Regions from separate parts of the Macaca mulatta genome. Here all the other regions are linked to region 3. A link is a contact called in public Hi-C data. All regions are on one chromosome and are shown on one strand. Each heading gives the region's core, a stretch centred on a gene start, on an enhancer-like site or on the middle of the called end of the contact. The rest is flanking DNA. Distances are from core to core; before and after follow the strand shown.

Region 1 (3,944 bases), core at 1,015-3,514, 210 kb before region 3:
ACTGGATGCTTTCCTATTAGGAAATGCAGACAACAAGATCTTCAGAGTATTAACCAGGCTTTATCACATATCAGCTGTGTTATCTGGTTATGCTATTTGGTTTCATTTTCTTTCTTTTTTTTTTTTTTTTGAGACAGGATCTCCCTCATGGCCCAGGCTGGAGTGCAGTGATGGGATCTCAGCTTACTGCAGCCTCCGCCTTCTGGGTTCAAGCCATTCTCCTGTCTCAGCCTCCCGAGTAGCTGGGACTACAGGCAAGTGCCACCACACCTGGCTACTTTTTGTATTTTTAGTAGAGACAGGGTTTTGCCATGTTGCCCAGCCTGGTCTCGAACTCCTGACCTCAAATGATCCACCAGCCTCAGCCTCCCAAAGTGCTGGGATTACAGGCATGAGCTACCAAGTCTGGCCCTGGTTTCATTTTCTCACTTGTTAAATGGGGATAATACTAACATAACAGTTGCTGTGAAGAAAACATTGCCTATAATATGAACAGCATACTTTCTACATATAGTATTTGTTCAATAAATAAACAATAGTCCTCTTAATTTGATGTTAAACAAAACAAGCTTCAGAAAATGGAAATACGATAACCTTATAATCAGGCCTCTCCTTGAAAGATCAAAGAAAATTCTGATTTTTGTTACAATAGATCATCAAGCTGGGCTTACAGCTATTTTAGTCCTCGTTTATAATTATGATATAAATGAACACAAAGAGCAGATGCATACCTTCCAAACTTTCTTGTTCGTCGGAGGTGTAAGTGTCCATCTGACTTTGTTCCCGTAAGAAACGAATAACCGCATAAACCAGGTGCTTGATAGATGACATTTTAGAAGCTTAAACACTTTTCCTTGATAAGAAAAATGAAAACACTGAACTAAGTTATTCTGAAGAATCAATCAGAAAAGTCATAAATTACAAAGATGATACGGGTTATAAACTGTATTAAAGGTAAAAACAAAACACAAAACTGTATGACCTTTCATCTTTTTTTTTTTTTTTTAAGAGTCAGGAGAGCACAAAGTATTGTGAAGGTAATTTATTACATATTTTCATTAATACCCAGTGGTATAAGAGTATGTTAAATCTTGGAACAAGTAAAAATGTCTTCAAAACAAGTACAGCATAAGCTTAGACTGTCACTGAGTATCTCACCATACCGAAATCCCCTAAAGGCCTCAGTACTAAGTTGAGAGGCTTTCATACTGCTGACTAAAAGCTGATCTATAACCAAGCATCTTCCTCTATTTCATGGGACCTAAAAAAAGTATTAATAATGTACACTACCTACTTTTTGTAGGTTGAGAGTTATTTGATGAGGAAACACATTCGCGAAAGGTTGTTCAACTGGTGAGTGTCGTTCTTAATAAAAATGGCATTTCTATTTAATCAGCAGACATGTCAGGAAATCGCTGCCCAAGTCGATGGATACTACAAGTCGACCGGCGCTCCCTGCAGAGGCTGTGCTCTCGTGGACAAGCTGGAAGCTCCCGGTCATGTTCATTCACATGGAATACTATCGCATCCAAACAGTGGCGCAGGGCCAGCCGGCATTCATGGCTGATTTCCACTAAATCGCATCATCCATCTGTTCCCCAGGTTCCCTAATTCAAAGCCAGGGTGTGGTACCCGCCGCTATAATGTTTATGATTTGTGTAGTTATTTTAAAGGCGATGTCAGCCTCTAGGCCACGGGGTCACAAGCAATAAATAAGGCCCCAGGGCAGAAGGTAAAAACAGAAAGGGGGGAAAAGGGGGTGCAAAGAGGGAAAGAGATGCCCAGCCTCGTCCAGGCTTCTCCCCCTTCCTCTCCCCAGAGCGCATCGAGCTCCCCCTCCCTCCCGTCCTCCCTCCGGCACCCGGCCTTGCCTCGGCCCTGCCCGGTGTGCAGCGAGTGCCAGTGCGGGCCTCGGTCCGGGGCGGAGGGAGGCGCACCCTCGCCAGACAGAAGCCCCCTTACCAAGCAGGAGGACGCGAGACGACGGCTGCTGGCCCGCGGGGTTCCGTAGGCCGGCCCGCCCGACCCCTAGTCCTCGGGGCTGAAGCCTGGCTCGGGATCGCAGCACTGGGCGAGGCGGCGCAAACCTCCCCGGCCCCCAGGGCGCCAACCCCAGAGCCCACCCGGCTGTGCTCTAGCTCCAGCGGCCGGGTCTGGCCAGCACCGCCCCTGGGGCGGGGCCGGACGCGCGGGCTGGGGCGGGGCACGGCGCGGGGCGGGGCTGGTAGGCGCCGGCGTGGAGCTGCCGCACGTGGGAGGGCGCTGGCCCGGCAGCCACTGTGGCCTCTGCGGCTAGGCCGGCTCGCGACTCCCGGGCGCCGAGGCGCTGCCGCACGCCTTGTCGCGCCACGCTGAAGGACCACGCGCCCACCGCCGCCAGCCTCTCAGCGCTCCCATGATCGCCCGGTGCCTTTTGGCTGTGCGAAGCCTCCGCAGGTACCTCCAGCGCGCGGGTTAACCTTGGCCGTGGGCAGGGCGGGGTCTTTCGCCGTGTGGTGCCTGGAGCCCGGACCCAACCCTTCCCGACCGCGCCTCTCCTACGCTCCTGGGACGCACCCTCCCCGCGGCTTGCAAAGTGGACCCCTGGGCACACCTGGCGCGGCCACCTGGGGCCACCTTTCCCGCCTCCGCTCCCTCGGGAGGACGTCCATTCCCCTTTGTTTGGGACTGCCTCAGCCGCAGTCAGCGAGGCTGGTCACAGACGCGGCCCAAAATGAATGCAAATAGTTTGGATAAGAAAATCATTTCACTTTCAACCCCAATGCAGAACTGCACACCTGTCATTAAAAGTGCCGCAGCTGTGGACTCAGAACAATTTTGTTTGCTCCTTGCGCCCATTATTAGCGTTCCAATCGTTTAACATCCACCTGAGATGAAACCTCTTTGGTGGTGTTGCTTATTTCCGTCCATGCTCTCTAACTTCCTTTTTTATTTTCCTCCTCCCCATGAAACAAACATTCTGCCTCTTGCTGGTGCAAATTGACCTGGCCCAAAATGGAGAAAATGATCGCTTGTACACGGCCTTGGGCAGCCTGAGCTGCTGTTTTGGATTGCTTCCTAGCCCTCTAACCACACCCCACTGCAACAGACCAGTAGCAAGATGGTGAGGGAATTAGATTCTTTGCACGAATGCGCTGGTTTTCGGAAACAATGCCGCCACCATCCCCGTTTCCAAATCTGCCCAGGACTGTAAATCCAAATGAAGATTCAACAGAAAAAAGAAAATGTGTGCTTCTTGCTAGCTATCAACAAAACTACTTTGTAACATGTCAGCATTTAAGCTTTCTACAGTTCCCTTTTGCACATTGCCACTCCTCTGAATGGATGGAGCTTTTTGTTGCTCAGTCCGTAGAGTTAGGGAGCAGGCAGGCGACAGTGGTAATTACAAAGAGTTAATGTGATGATCTGTGATATTTCAGCCTGTCGTTTTTTGCTGGTCTCCAGGCTGCAATCGATATAACTGTCAAATGAAGTTATACCAAGAAATGAAGATCTTCACATAATGCAGGTGTGAGAAGAGGAAATAAATCTTCATATAAGAGCAATTCTCAAACTTTTTATTCTCAGGGCCCCTTTACCTTTCAAAAATTACCGTGGACCTAAGAGCTTCTGTTTGTATGGTATATATGTTTATATTTACCATATTAGACATTAAAGCTGGAAAAATTTTAAGTATTTGTTAATTTACAAAACAGTAATAAATAGGCTACGTGCCTAAATAATGATTTTAATGAAAAATAACTATTTTCCAAACCACCCCCCCCCCCATCAGTGAGAAGAGTAACATTGTGGGGTTTTGTTTTTAAAATTGTGGTAAGATATAACAAAATTTACCATTTTAATAATTTTTAAGGGTACAATTTAAAGTGTGCAATTGAGAGGTACAGCCAACACCACTGTCCATCTCCAGAACTTTGTCATCATCCCAAACTGAAATCCTGTAC
Region 2 (3,816 bases), core at 19-2,518, 230 kb after region 3:
TCCACTAAGTTGTAAAAATCACAAAAATGTTGACATATTTCATTATATAATGTCAAAAATAAATTGTTAATATCATGCTTCTCTTACTAGAAAAGTCTCTAAGTACTGGAAAGCTGTCAAGCTTAAGTTGGTGGATACATGTGTAACAAAATTTGTATTTTCCCGTGAAAATTCAGAGCTACACTAGTGTTTTTTCGGAGACAACCATTTCACTTGGGCATGTAGCGGCAGTAGTTTCCATTTTTTCACACATATTCTTTAAAAGACGTGTATGCAAGCATGGATTTGAAAATATATATATAATTTTTAGTTCTTTATGAAGGACATTTTTAAAGTGAAACTAGCATATTTTAAAACCTGAAATGTTGTATGATGTGAAGAATACAAAATGCAACTACCAGTACAGACTGGCGCCACTGCCTTGATTGCTGTTAAGGTGTCAGCAGTTTAATCTTTCACGTTACTAGTGCAAATGTCAACAAAGTGAAAAAGGTCAACAAACTCTTAATATTATTATGAAAATCGTTTTGACCTTGCCAACCCACTGAAAAGGTCTCGGTACCCTTAGGGATCTGCGGAGGGCATTTTGGGAGCAGCTGCCCTGGACTCACTACTGTTGTCTCTCATTAGGTTGCAAGTTCTATGTGAACTGTCTGTAACTGTCTGTTACGTGCCCTTGCCTCATAGTGCCTGGGACATAGCACTCAATAAACATCAATACCTGTGGAAAGAGCGAGTAAATACAGGTTATAAACCTTGATCTTACTGCCTCTTTCCTTAATTCAACCTGAACCTACACATTTTGTAAAATTTTGTTTTTTTCACAATTAGGACGCTTGCCAATTTTTTTAAATAGTTGGAGTTGGGGTGCTGCCTGTATGTGATAAGGATGCCCTATAGTTTGGTCAAGTGTTTTTCTGTGTTACCCAAGAGTCATTCCTCCTTTACAGTCCCGCACCAGCAGGCCAGGCCGCTTGGTTTCCCAGTCCGAGACCGGAAGGAACCGGGTAGACAGGAGCACAAGATTCGCATCGACTTTTGGGGAAAACAAAAACACCGAAAAACAAAACACTCGCGGAGAAACCAGCAGCAGCAACAGCCCCAGGCACCCGGGAGCAGGAAGCCGCAGCCCCGCGAGACCCGCCGGGTTGCCGGGGCGACGCTTCCGGCTGGCGCGCGCAGCCCCGGGAGCAGGGGAGTTGTGAAATGGGCGGCTAGATCTGCCCGGCGCTGTGAATTCGCCAGCGGGAGCGCGCTCGCGGCCGCGCGTTCTCCGCTTTCCCGGTTCCGTCGCTGACGCGTCGTAGACGTTGGGGAGCGGGAAGGCAGCGGCAGCGGGGTCGGGATGAACAGCGGCGGCGGCTTCGGTTTGGGCTTAGGCTTCGGCCTCACCCCCACGTCGGTGATTCAGGTGACGAATCTGTCGTCGGCGGTGACCAGTGAGCAGATGCGGACGCTTTTTTCCTTCCTAGGAGAAATCGAGGAGCTGCGGCTCTACCCCCCGGAGTAAGTGCTGGTGCTCGGCTGGGGGAGGGGCGCGGGCGCCATAGAGACCTCGGGAGCCGAGGCGTGGGGGAGAGCGCGGACGCGGGCGCGCGGTGCGTGTCACGTGATCGCCCGGGCTTACCTTAGTGCCCATGTTTGATTACGGCACCGGGTTCCGCCGTCCGGCTCTCCTTACTAGTCGGATTTGGGGGGTTAACTACTGCACGGAGCCCTTACCAAGGATTTAGAATGGTTGCCCTTTCCGTGCCTCCGGGACTTGTGTTAGCTCATGGGTCTTCGAATTCCGTGCCCCCTCCTCCTCATTTCCCCCCGAACTTAAGATGGCCGCAGGTGGGCCCGGAACAGCCCTATGGCAAACGCCTCATCGCGTTTTTGCACTCTGAAAATCGCGGAGACCGCGCGTGAGCCACTGTCCGGTTTTTAAGGCCTTGGTGTCAGGCCGTTTTGCTGACGAGAAAGCCTGCTGTTGATGACAAGATGGAACTGGGGCTGTATTTGTTTCCCAGGACGGTCACACAAAACTTAGCATCTTGATTTATCTAACCGAGCGCATCCATGTTCCCAAAGATATGTCTGTTCGCCGTTTTGGCAACAGATTAAATTTTTCTCCTGAAAGGTCACACTGTCCCAGAGCTTTCAGAAAAAGTGTCAGTCGGTGCAGGGTTATCCCTGCCGTATACATTTAAAATCCAGATCTTGGCTGGCATTCACGGCTCGCGGCCACTTCCCAGATGGTGTATTTTGGAATGGTAAAATTTCCCTCGTACGATATTATCTATTTAGAAAACTCGCAAGGGGTTTGCAGGTTGTTCACATTCTTGCACACATAAACATTTTTTTTTTTTGATAGTAGATCTTACAGTATTAAGATCCTCTGTTTTTTGTTCGTTATATCAAAATCCTTTGAGGGAAGGGGTAATTGTTACCCAAGATTTCTTTCTTTAAAAAAGAAATTGATTTATTTCCTAGTGATGCATTTAGACCTGTTTTTCTTTAGTTTTCTATCTTAGGTTATAACAGTGCTGCTGCATAGCTATGTCAAAGTTGTGTGGTTATTTTTTACTTTTTAAGTTTTTCTTGTCTGCTTTTTGTTTTGGAATATTTCATCCATACAGAAAAGTTGAAAGAGTAATACATTGAACATCCATGTTCCCTTCACGAGCATTTTGTCTTTTTTTGGCTACAGTTGATTATTAAAATTTCCCCAGTTATTCTAATAATGCTTTTTTGTCTGTTTTTGATGTAGTATATAATTAGATATACTGTCTCCCTTGAATATGCCAAGTAATCCATGTATTAATAGTTATCTCCTTTAATCTAGTACAGTCCCGTCACCTTTTAAAACATTTGAAAGTCGTGACATTGACATTTTGTTCTGTAGTTCATTTTGTCTTGTAAAATGACCCATAATCTGAGTTTATATAGATGAGATATATAGAGATATGTGCATATATATATCTCTCTCTTTATATTTCTTCATGACGAGATTCAGGTAGTACATTTTTGACGAGAATACTGCATAAGTGCACGCACATACATTTTGATTGATTAACCATGGCATTATTGCTTTAATTAACTTTTGGAAATGCTTTCAGCCATCTCAATTTAAGCTCTCAGAACATTTCTTAATAATTGAGAATTATTTGGGGTGAGTGCCGTATCCTGCAGGCATTGGAATCAATCAGTAAAATATTTTGTACATGAACCTTTGTAAATCTTGCTTTCAAGGCTGTGGTAATATGGTATCTCATAGGTAGAAGAAATATATTGCAGAATGTTCTTCATTATCAACATAACATTTATTTGGTTGAAACCTGGGTTTGGGTGACAACACATTACCAGTTATTAACTGACAGTAATGGGCTACTTTTTTGAAATCAGGTGTTATTACTTGGAGTTTAAAAGTCAAAGAGAATAAAAAGTACTTAAACATATGGAAGATTACGGTAGTGTGTGTCACAAACTGTAACACATAAAACAAAATTATTGCATACATGTAACATATATAGGCCAGGCAAAATCCTTAACTAGTTTTTCCGTAAGTGCAATACTAGATCCCTCATTCATGTTTTAAAGCAATATTAACATGCTTTATTCACAGGTTTTCTGCTTCGTAATGAAGTTGTCATTGCCTGGTCCTTATATTAGAAGACGTGTTTGCAGATTTGGACCGAAATGGATAAAAATTGCAATAGTAGTAGTTGTATTGAAAATATATTGTTTTACAGTGTCACATAAATTATTTTATGACATCTTTAGAACCGAGTAGAAAATCGTTTTAAAATTGGAAATATATTCATATATTTATTT
Region 3 (3,853 bases), core at 176-2,675:
CAGCGAATACTCTTACCTCTAATTCAGCACTGAATATATCTGAACACTTCAGTACTACCTGTAAATCTTCAACTTCTGCTCTATGCTAAATAACCTAATACCTGTATTAATTCCAGCAGTTCTTCAAGTAGTTAAAAATGCTCCCAATCTGAATAAAATAACTTGAATATCTTCGGCGTTATTTCAAGTGTTTGTATCTAACGTCAACTCATTTTGATAAATAATTACTTGGTGGAATTTACGAACTCTTTCCATTGGCAAGCCAAAAAAAAAAAAAAAAAAAAGTCTGTAGGGGATATAGCTCTTTATTCAAACTTGGTAATAAATAATTATCTCTGGAATACAGACGGAAGAACTGAACCAGAGACTTCAGGGACCCACAGGCTAATTATCATCACTGTACACAGTTAAGTACAGCAGAGAATGGGGGTGGCGAATGGTTTGCTCCGCAATACGCTCCTTCTCTGGGTAAAACAAGGCCGTCTTTTCTGTGAACATATTTAAAGCAAGAACTGCAAAAACTGTACAATGTTATGGTTGAGGCTTTCTATTTGCCATATGTGTTGACAGAATGCTTAAGAGTCTCTCTCCGCAATAAACGCAAACCCTGCCAGGCTGAATTATTAGGGCCAGTGCAATTCAACGACTGCACCACCACCCAACCGCTGGGGTTGGAAGCCTGCGTCGCATCGGAGCGTACCCATGTTTCCTCTAACAAAGGCACGATCTTGAGGCCATTTCGCGGGCCCTTTTTCCCCTCTCAGCGCCAGCTTTGTCTCCCCGCCGGTGTCAGGCTGGGACTTGGAGGAGGCTGAGCTGCGCCGTTGGGGAACAAGCTCGAAGGGCGGGCGTGGGAAGCTGCGCCGCGCTGCCGCTGTGGTTTCCTGCGACCTGAGCGTGCCATTAGAGGAAGGTGGAGTGCTGCAGCTGCAAGATACCTGCTGCCTTCAAATCAGGGCTGGACTCCAACAACCCCTGTGCACCGATTACTGTCGTACAAAGAAACTCCATCGGCCGGGGCGGCGGAGGCCTGTGGGCTATCTCCCTGGCTGGGCGCGGGGCCGCTAGCAGACAGCAGGGTCGGCGTCGCCAGCGTTCCCCACCTTGGGGGGCTCAGAAGTGGGGGAGTGCGGGGTCGGGGAGCGGGCGGGAGACAGGCCTCGGGTAGCCTGGGCCGGAGCGGGCCTCACGGCTCGCCTTTCACGGGAACCCACGGCCGCCGGCTGCCCCTCCCACAGCCCCCGGCCCACCGCCCCCCGCCGCCGACGTCGGCCCGCACCGCCCCCGCGCGCTGACTGGCCCGCGCCGGCCTCCTGCCCGGCTGTTGGCGGTTGGGGCGAAGCCGGCGGGAGACCGCCCCGCCCCCGCCCCCGCCGCGGAGCCGCGGCGCGCAGCCTCTTCACCCGTCGCGGCCGGGGCGGTGGCGCTGTTGCCGCCGCGGCTTGTGAGGCAGTAACTCCCCTCCGCCCCTGCCCCATTCCTCCTCCTTTCTCTCCGCTCCCTCCATCCTCCCTCCCCTCGCGGTCTCTCGCCCGAGTGAATGTGGCGCGGCGGCGCGGGACGCAGCCTCGGCCCCTGCCGCGGCCCCGCAAGCTCGTGAGAAGACAGAGCTGCCGCCTGCTCCCGCCCCCTGCGCGTCTCGGGGAGCCACCGCCGCTGGGGAAGGAGAACGAGCAGGGCAGCGGAGGGACGGCGGCGGGAAAACGGGAGAGGGAGAAGAGGGTTCGAGGGCGAGTAGGGAAAGCGGGGAGGGACGGACGGAAGGACGGACGGCCCGACGGACGGCCCGGGCAGGGGGCCGCCATTGAGCCTGCCCGACTCCTCGGCTCCGGCTCCGGGTGGCGGCGGCAGCGGCGTCGCGGACGAAGGGCGCGGCAAGCTCTATCGAGACAATAACCCTGCCGCCCGGCTCTGGGGGCGGCAGAGAGGAAGCGGTGGCGGCCTAGCGCAGCCGAGGCTCGCCGAGCGCCCGGGCAGTGTCCTCGCCCCCGCCGGCCGGGTGCCGTTGCCGTCCGGTGTGCGGGGCGCGCCGGTTGCCCGGAGCCCGAGGCTCCCGGCGGCTGTCCCTTCCCCTCCCCCTCCCCGGTGCGCGTTGAGCTGGTTTTCCGGGTTCCCCTGGACGGAGCTGGATTCTGCTTCTCGCCAAGGCAGGAAGTGAGTTTCGCACTGCAATTCCGGGCAGTGTCACGAGTGAAAAGTTTTTTTTTTTTTCGGCGGAGATCCTAGTTGGGGCTGGGAAACTCCTGCAAAACTAGAGACCAGGAAGCCAGCCCGCACCCCAACCCCCACCAAAGCCACCTACTCTTCTGCGGGAGGCCAGTCCACATCCGCTCTCACCCGAGAGAGAAATTCAGCTGGATCCAAAGTGACTAATGAAGGCAAGGAAATCATGTCAAGCGAAGCCTTGAAAAAGCTGCCCTGAGACGCTGTCGCGCCGAAAGGTAATTTTCACGAAAAGTGTCTCTGAGTCACAAAGTTCATGGGACTTTGTGACTTGGAAAAGAGATGATCTTTTAGTGTTTTTCACTTTTCTCCAAGTTACCCTAAATCTTCCTCTCTTCATATCGAAGCGGATAATAATTGAGAGGCTAAATAATCGAACTGCAACCCCCCTGTCTCCCCTCTCCCCCCTCCCCGCCCCACCATCTGGACTTTGGATTTTTTGGAAGAGGTTGTAAGAATGCGGTGGGACAAAAAGTTTTCAGCAATCCGAAGAAGGAGTGCCTTTGTTCCCAGGGGCCAGAAGTTTTGGCTTTCTGGAACGTATAGAGTGTATATTAAGTTGCTCAGCCTGGTACCTTCTGTTTGAGAAGAAAGTTTGGTCGCTGCAGCGAGTGATTTGCTGTTATTGAGATGGCTGCCGCGTTTGTTTATACTCCTACCGATTATATTGGCGCTTGCGTTAATCGTATATAGAGGTTTTTATTGTTTTATTTCCAACTATGATCAGTATATTTAGTTAGATTTTAGAAACCAAAAAATCTTGCCATTCTTAGTTGTTTTTCAGGGTAATATATTTCTTTAGTTGTGTGTAATTGTTTTTTTTCAGACGTTTAGCGCTGTATAACTTGTTTAATTGAAAGCAAGTATCGACTAGACTTTTCTTGTAACTGATCCATTACGAAGAAAAAAGGAGTAAGGACTAATAATAAAGAGAGAGACATAATTAAACAATAATAACAACAACCTGTAAGACGTTTGATAGGACTTCTGTGCAGTTCAGAACAGACTATATGGGAAGGGAAGTAAAACGCTTGAAACGATTTTCAAGGGAATCACAGTGATTGTGATAAAAAGCTATGCTTTTTGAGTAGTATGGTATTTACATTTTTGTGTTGGCCCAAATGTTTTTGGTCGGTTCTGCATAAATAGTGGTAGGTTCTGCCTACATCTGTGGGGACAGGATTCATGAAGCATGGCAGACATTCCACCAGTCAGAGCTATGAACACTTCTGAACCAATGGGGACTAGTTTTGATAGCAGCAAACCCAAAGCTTTTTTCAGTGGTGTTTTAGTCTTTTTCTGTTTAGCTTTTTGGTGCAGGGAGGTGAAATACAATACTGTAGTTCTGAATATATATTGAATAAATTTGGTAACCTGTTGGTAGGTATATCCTGAATATATATTGATGTTTAGATCGCCTGTACTGTCTCACGTAATGACCGGAAACCCGAAGAGAGAGTTGATTTTCTTTAGTTCAAAGAGAAAAAATAGGTTTTAAAGATCAGGATCAAATTATTTCACAATTTGTTCTTTGCTACTTCAGCTTCATTAAGTACATCTCCAAAGGCAGTCTTTTATTTATTACAGTAGTTTTGATTTTTTTTTTTCCTCCCCAGGGCATGGTCTCAGG

What was found. Hi-C and Micro-C count contacts between places; a contact is called where the count stands out from the background.
Region 1: a contact with region 3 is called in a Hi-C map of fetal cortex germinal zone, with 2.9 times the contacts expected there. The contact joins the promoter of NLN here to the promoter of ERBIN in region 3. A contact is called at or near these places in 2 of 14 Hi-C or Micro-C datasets (fetal cortex germinal zone and fetal cortical plate).
Region 2: a contact with region 3 is called in a Hi-C map of fetal cortical plate, with 4 times the contacts expected there. The contact joins the promoter of SREK1 here to the promoter of ERBIN in region 3. A contact is called at or near these places in 3 of 14 Hi-C or Micro-C datasets (CD4 T cells, fetal cortex germinal zone and fetal cortical plate).

Annotation. Positions count from the first base shown.
Region 1 is chr6:73,815,121-73,819,064 of T2T-MMU8v2.0, forward strand. NLN (neurolysin) reads left to right here and starts at 2,265. Exons shown (of 14, transcript XM_078004772.1): 1 at 2,265-2,436. It overlaps SGTB (small glutamine rich tetratricopeptide repeat co-chaperone beta), which reads right to left and starts at 2,155. Exons shown (of 11, transcript XM_015140127.3): 1 at 1,963-2,155; 2 at 732-853. The coding sequence starts at 831.
Region 2 is chr6:74,258,363-74,262,178 of T2T-MMU8v2.0, forward strand. SREK1 (splicing regulatory glutamic acid and lysine rich protein 1) reads left to right here and starts at 1,269. Exons shown (of 12, transcript XM_015140151.3): 1 at 1,269-1,506. The coding sequence starts at 1,346.
Region 3 is chr6:74,026,819-74,030,671 of T2T-MMU8v2.0, forward strand. It overlaps ERBIN (erbb2 interacting protein), which reads left to right and starts at 1,426. Exons shown (of 26, transcript XM_078004796.1): 1 at 1,426-2,441.